2 separate regions of the Danio rerio genome follow, and region 1 is linked to region 2. A link is a contact called in public Hi-C data. All regions are on one chromosome and are shown on one strand. Each heading gives the region's core, a stretch centred on a gene start, on an enhancer-like site or on the middle of the called end of the contact. The rest is flanking DNA. Distances are from core to core; before and after follow the strand shown. Region 1 holds the start of dido1 (death inducer-obliterator 1). Region 2 holds the start of sfmbt1 (Scm like with four mbt domains 1).

Evidence for each region. Hi-C and Micro-C count contacts between places; a contact is called where the count stands out from the background.
Region 1: a contact with region 2 is called in a Hi-C map of hematopoietic stem cells, with 2.5 times the contacts expected there. The contact joins the promoter of dido1 here to the promoter of sfmbt1 in region 2. A contact is called at or near these places in 2 of 18 Hi-C or Micro-C datasets (hematopoietic stem cells and an unstated tissue).

What each region holds. Positions count from the first base shown.
Region 1 is chr11:20,647,537-20,651,664 of GRCz12tu, forward strand. It overlaps dido1 (death inducer-obliterator 1), which reads right to left and starts at 2,448. Exons shown (of 6, transcript NM_001079955.1): 1 at 2,386-2,448.
Region 2 is chr11:20,431,300-20,434,975 of GRCz12tu, forward strand. It overlaps sfmbt1 (Scm like with four mbt domains 1), which reads right to left and starts at 1,605. Exons shown (of 21, transcript XM_073916657.1): 1 at 1,404-1,605.

The sequences.
Region 1 (4,128 bases), core at 1,198-3,697, 220 kb after region 2:
ATCAGTTCATATTCAAACAATTGAAAGTCTATCAAGGAACAAAAACTGCTTCTTGCACCAAAACATTGCATAATATAACAAAATATTAAATGACTTAACAGTGGGCACGACTTGCTTTTCTACTGCGAGCTGACTGGATGTAGTTAAGTATGCATTTCTTTAAGAAAGATGGAGAAAAGGGTTTGGGAAGAGTTATTACAACTTAGCAAGCACCACCTCACCATTTCGGTTTGTTACCAAAAATGACGTGTGCAAATATGTATTAAGTAAATATGTTAGCCCATTACTAAGATATATATATATATATATATATATATATATATATATATATATATATATATATATATATATATAAAATGACAATTTAACTAAAATAAAAATAGAAAGTGCTTTTACAGATTACAGTTAAAGATTAGACAATTGTTTTCCCCCCATAACGACATGCACAGATGAATTGTTCACCACAAAACTGTGAGCTAACAAAATTATATATTGATCAACCAAAGCACTAAATACAGGATAACTCAAGCAGATCCCAATCTTAAAACTTTCAAAATTACTATTACAGATATTGTAAAAGAGGCACCATGTTTTTCATTAAAACAAACAAGTTCAAAACTGCTCATACAGACAAGTGCTAATCTATTACAAATGCCATCATTCCTCTGATACATTAACTAAATACGTAATATAAGACAAATCATTGCACATTTAAAACGTTTGGTGTCACTCAGATTTCACAAAACAATGCAACTGAGATATGGAAGAAATTTGCTTCTGTAAAACGTTACATTTTAAAACGTGTTCAAGGCCCAGATATTAAACGTGTCTGATATTCATTAAAATCAACCTTTCAATAAAGTCCTTTTTATACAAATTAAGGTATTCCACTCTCAGAAGCACTCGAAGCACAAATCCTGCATGTAACATTAACGTTAACCGTTTTAATATAACGTTAAATAAAACATTGGTGTGCGTTGGTGTGGCCGCCCACTGTCATAGTAACTCACGTAACATTGTGCAAATAAAACTGACCGTCGCGAAATTAGCATGCCCATAATACATATAAACGACCAAATGAGACAAAGCGACAGCTTTCGTGATTAAATATCGACATAAATTACTTGCCCGTTAGCTTTAGCTAATAGCTAGCGCGCGACCTCCATTTCGCCGTCCCGTTTGTGCGCAGTCTCTTACACAAAACAAGAAATCATTTTTTCAGTTTTGTTCTCTGTACTCGTTTGAGTAAATCGTGGAGATGACGTCAAAGTAATGAAATATAACTATTTTAGCACTACATCTTGTAGTAGCTGTGCGAAATCTAACTAATCCGGGAATCGGTTAATTCGAGCAGTGAGTTTCAAAGAACCAATCCCATCCGAGGCTCTTCTTCGATGTAATCACGTGGTTCATATAACATGGCGTTCCTCGTAAACCATATGCAAGTTCATATTTCTGTTATTAGTGCGTGTTTACTATGCGTATAACGTCATGCTATTTTGCGCGTCCATCCGCCGTAAAAATAAAGTTATACATACAAATTAGTAATTATCGGACTCAAAAAGACTAGCTTGTTACGTAAATCATAATATATAGGCAGGCTACGGAGTAGCCCAAGTTATGGGTTTCGGTCACGGATACAAGCCACGTGAGAACAGTCTGCACGTAATATATATCGTTTAATGCCAATATAATTAAGAGAGTTCTTATTTATACAAAACACGCGGAAGAAGTTTAAAATGTATTTAACAAATAAAATATGCACATTCTTTTTTTGCAGAGACCAATTTTTCCCAAAACATTCAATTCATGCAAAAAAATACACAGCTAAACAATTGCAAAACCCTAAATAATTTGTGTTAAGCAGACCAACAACAAACATAAACACACGTTTAACGTTCGCATGAAATCAGAGCGCACACACCCACTTTGTCGATACGCCTCAAATCAAAACAAGATTGCATTAAAAAAATAGTATTATTAACATTTAAAAACGACGCAAATAATGCAATCAGACACACAGCAATCTATTAGTGGTTCAGAGAATAAGCCAACGTTACAATCAAACTATAGAAAAGCGACTTCCACGCATTTAAACACTATACTAAAACAAGTAACTCATTTAGTGTAAAAACATAACTTGTGCTTTATTAACAGCCCAAAAAAAGCAAAGAGTGTGCGGTTTACTTGGTTGTTGAACTCCACCTGGAATAATCTTTCTTATCGTATCGCATCAAATAAACATGGAGGCTCGTGGCGCCATTACTGTAACGCGCGTTTCACTGCTATAAATCTGACAAACGGCGTTTAATGTATTCATTTAGCACATACACATGGGGCAATAGTATGTATTAGTATTCATCACAACTACAACTTTATACTCACTTGTTAACATTGGTATCGTTCAGCCTGCAGTCAGTGCAACGGTATGACCTCCATTTTCTTTTCTTGTTGATGATGGTGGCACATGCAGTATTCGCTTTCGCCTGTAGTGCGAAAGAGATAGTCCAGAACAGATAGCATGAGGCGAAGCCACATTGAGCTTGAAGTTAAAGCACGATGTCGGACAGCGACACGGTGTCGTGGAGGTGAAAATGCACCATACAGAGGTGCAGAAGTGCGCCCTCTAGTTTTCAGTCTAATATCTAACCACTTCCGGCAAGTGTCTGAAAAAATAAAAGAAGACTGAAAAAATAAAGGAAGACATCTACGGATGTGCAATTATAATATAGACAAAATCACAGTTTAATTATCTGCCTTCCACAGACAAGTGCTCCTATCATGGTCATTAAAATATAAGCATGATTTCTCCCCACATCGCTATTTCATTTGGAATGATAGACACATTTTACACAAGCGCAAATCTATTTTTTTCAATAAGTGGTTTGAAAAAAAATGTATGTAGTTAGTCAGTTATATAATAAAGAAGGTGTACTCTTTTCTTACAATGAATTCCTCACTTATTATTACAAAATCTCAATTACCCAACAAGAGTTTTCAACTGTTATTTGTTCAATTCCTTCAGGGGTCCATATGTTATTTAGAGGCATCAAGTCCATGCTTTTGATGCATTGTCCTCTGCCATTGCTGTGAAAAATGTACCTTTGGCATTTCTATGTACCCTAATCAAAAGGAAATTTTTTTTTTATTTAATTAATTTAATTATTTTGCTAACAAAATTTTACATTCATAAATGTAAAATTACTAACAGGAAACAGAACTTTAAGGTGTTGATGACCGAATTATGCTTATATATTAGTAGTATCAAAGACTCTCTAAATAAGAAAGCCCCACACACTTTAAACTTTGTGAACTCTATAATGTATTTATTTAATTATTACATATGTAAATTTTGTATATTTGTATTTGACTGTTTTTGCCCCCTGGCATATTTTTTTGTACTGTTAAAGTGTTATAATAAAAAATAAGAAAAGAAAGATGTCATCTTTACAAGATTAAGAATTGGTCATACATCATTAAATTGCAGCCTGTATAAAATAGGAAAGCATGAATCAGGGAAGTGTGATAATTGCATAAAACTGGAAACAGTTAATCATATAATTTAATTTTAGAATGCTCTGCTTATAAGGTTTAAGTTGATCCAAGAATTAGGGCGGCTGGAAGGTGAGGTGTTTTCTTTAAAAGTCTTGCTAGGAAATGGGCTTACAATCAAGAATTCAAGAAATGTAAATGAAATATTTAACATAGGAATAATGCATAGAATTAGATTTTTATTAATATTTTATTATTATATATTTATTATATATATATATATATATATATATATATATATATATATATATATATATATATATATATATATATATATATATATATATATATATATATATATATATATATAAAGTTTAAGCTAGTGTTTTCTTTCTACCTTAGTATGCACAATTCACACTCCAGAGGAGCACTCCAGTAGGTGGAGGTAATGCGCCTATTCTTTGGTTTGCCAAACTGCCATAAAACACTAGACGAAGAAGAAGTAGAAGAAAGCAGAAGAAGGATGTAAAACAGAAATAAAATATATTATAAATAATTCAGTTATTAATCTTTGGCAAGAGGACTGGGATTCAGAATCAAAAGCAAGACATCTGTATAGCATACAAGCTGAAGTGG
Region 2 (3,676 bases), core at 355-2,854:
ACAAACGCACCGGATGTCCTTCCAGCTGCAACCCATCACTGGGAAACATCCATACACATTTAATCACACACATACACTATGGACAATTTAGCTTACCCAATTCACCTACAGCATTTCTTTGGACGTGTATGGGAAACAGAAGCACCCGGAGGAAACCCATGGCAACACAGGGAGAACATGCAAACTCCACACAGAAATGCCAACTGACCCAACCGATGCTCAAACCAGTGTCCTTCTGGGTGACCCACTGCGCCACCGCATCGCTGGCATTGAATATATTTACTTCAAAATACAAATTTTATTGAGTCCAAACTTTTTTGACAGATTTAGGCTACAAATGAATTATTTATTTATTTAATTATTTAATTATTTATTTATTTATTTATTTATTTATTTAGTTAGTTAGTTAGTTAGTTAGTTAGTTAGTTAGTTAGTTAGTTAGTTAGTTTATATAGGGACAATGTACAACATGACATGTTGTATCAGAGTTAGCTATAAAGCTAATTTACATCTGTAGTCCCTGGGCAGGAAGTTGTAACAAGTTTAACAGTATACATTTTTATTTTTTTTAATTGTACAATATACACTTACAGTGCAATACACACCATATATCATAGTCAGTAAACTGAAATCAAATTAGTAAAATCAAGTTATAATAAAATTGTAACTCTACCAAAAGATACAAGGGTTATTCCATTTCTCTATATATTACTTTTTTAGGCCAGTTACATCGTAGTTTATTAATATTAATCTGATAGAATAGTAGGCAAAAATAATACCATGACAGGGCAGGCAAAGCCTTTGAATGTCAGATGTGTAACCTATTGTAAATGTGATAGTCCATGTCATAAAGGAAGTAGTTAATCTCGAGAATCAACTTTAATCAATGATTTCAAGTTAGCATAAACATATTGAATGACACCTAGCCAAAATTTAAAAATGTAGCAAGATTATTCTCAATCACTGATTATTCTGAAAATTGGTGGAAAAAGGAGAAGGATATCCAAATGTATATTTGTTAAATATATCAGTGTTCACAATGGTTTACTTCTGTTCAAACGTGACCACTGAAATGTTTACACGCACTGTGAACACGACTATACAAAAGAAAGTTAAATTTAAGCATTAGTAATAGACATTTTAAACAAAATCTGCACTAAATACGACAGTTACGCATTTAAACCGACGTGTTTTACGTGACGCACACATCTTTCACATGGACAAACTGAAATTTCCCAGCTCTGGTCATGTGACTGTTTACACCCGCCATGTAAAACTGTTCGCATCAAATCAACGCAGTTTACACTCTCCTTTACAGCTGGCGCTTTAATATAAAATACACGAACAACTTATTTATTCCCTAATTTCACCCTTAAACAACAACGCAAGTGAGTTATAGTTACGTATATTTCCGGTGGACTTGAATTAGTTGAAATGCTCCGGGATCTTTAGGTCAAGAGAGGCTTAACTTGCAGTGTAAACTCATATCCGCTAGATGGCAGTGGTGTTTAATCTTTTTGAATTAGTTTAAGCGGCTGTGATGGACTGGAATGACAACAGCTCAGCAGTAAATACAGATACACTCAGCAAACGCCTCAGAGATGTAACGTCATTTTATGCGCCTAAATTAATATAGGATCTATTTTGACTGACAGAGGCGGGTTTACCATTTTTATTGTGGCATTTCCTACACAGAAATAATAGAGCTGTTTATATTTTCTTTGCTTTAGATGTATGTAGGCCTATTTAGACGTGTGTATGTGTATATATTTATGGGCCATTCTTCAACTACGGGCACTTTTAGCCTTGTGAAGGTGAGTAAAAAAAAACTTGTTCAAAATGAACGTAACGTAGCCTCATTAGTTTAAACAATTTGTCTAGTTTTAAGATCTGTAACAAACTAAGATAAGAAGAGAAACATTTTTTTTCCATCATGAACTGAACAAATGTCAATTCCACCACATCTCAATATATACTTGTATTTCAAAATGAAATTTTAACAGTCAAACATTGTCTAAGATCATTTTTGTATCTAGTTTAACCAATCTTTCCACAATACATATAATAATTATACATCTTTATACAACATGTCAATTAAATAAATTAGTTGTTTGCTGAAATGTACACCTGTCACAATAACATTTAATATTAATTTGGTAAAGAGCTTATTAGAAAATAAATAAACTCAATTTGTATATTAAATAGAGCATGGACTATATAAATTGTGAATACACTTTTAATGTATGATGAAAACTTTTTAAATTTTTGTAACAGCGTGTGTGGTGATGGAAATGACTGTGGTGGAAATGACATTTGAACAGTTTATTGTGAAAAAATGAAAAATAGCTTCACCAACTAGCTTTACTAGCCTTTCATGTAAACGAAACACTCTTATTTACCTTCATTTTGTTTGGTTTTTAAAAACATCTTTGAAGGTAGAGCATGTTTGGAAATGACGTAGAATAAATGTATTTAAGCAACATTTATCTTGATTTTTCTTCAAGTGTTGTTGATAAAAATTTAAATTCCCTTCATCTTGAACATGTTCTCAGATGGCACTATTCAATTTCATAGAAACCACCTAAATAATCTTTCACACAAACTTTTAAAGCAACATTACAGTGTTGTGGTGGAAATGACTCTGATACTGTGCAACAGCTATATTTCGGATAAAACATAATATTGATAATAGTCTCACATTAATAACTAAAAAATATTGAAATTATTTCACTAGTGCTTCATTCAGATACATTAATAGATACCAGATAAATAATCTTTTAAAATGTTATTTTCATTGTTAAAGTTTAAAACTCTGGGTGTGCGACAAGAAGAAAACGTTGATTAATATGAAAAAAATATAATAGAAATCTAGTAAAAAAAATAATAAGTAGGTTTTATTGTTAGTTTGACAAAGGAAGAGGAATTTTAACAAAATTATACACTTTTATGGATATGATCAAAGGACATAAAAGTGCCTGTAGTTGAAGAATTAACCTTATATGTAAATAATTATGTGTGTGTGTGTCTGTGTGTTTATATATTTTAACCTTCATATAACCTTCATTTAACCATACAACCAAATGTGGATGGGATGGACATCCAAAGTAAATAACATTCATTCATTCATTCATTCATTTTAAAACAATGCTCAATATATCTTATGTCAATCTGTACAAGTTCTCAGCTACAACTACAAAATAGAGCTGTCATTTTTGGATGATAGCTGCAGCTGGCAGACAAGAGGTTCCCGGCATGTCCTTATGAGCTTTTGTATGTTCATCGTTTAGCTTTTCTTCCAAATGTAAAAATACACAACAAAAAAAAACAACAAAATGGCCAAAAATGTATTATAGAAAAAAAGTGTGTTTTGAAGTATATTTTTAAAATGTTGGTTATATAACCACAATATCACACAAGTAGCAGTGCAATATGGCTGTATTTTGGCACTAGTGGGAGGCATGCGTTGGCTTAAGGCAGTAGGCCGAGTGCCTTAGTGTCCCACAGTGACAATATACAGCATATCGCACTGCTACTGTTGTGACATAGTGCTTATACAATAGTTCGATGGCATAATTGTGTGTATAAAACAGAAAGTCAAACATGGAAATTCCCAACCCCCTTTTGTACGAGGAACTACTTTCTTCCGCCATTAATTCACATCGCAGTGGCACAGTAG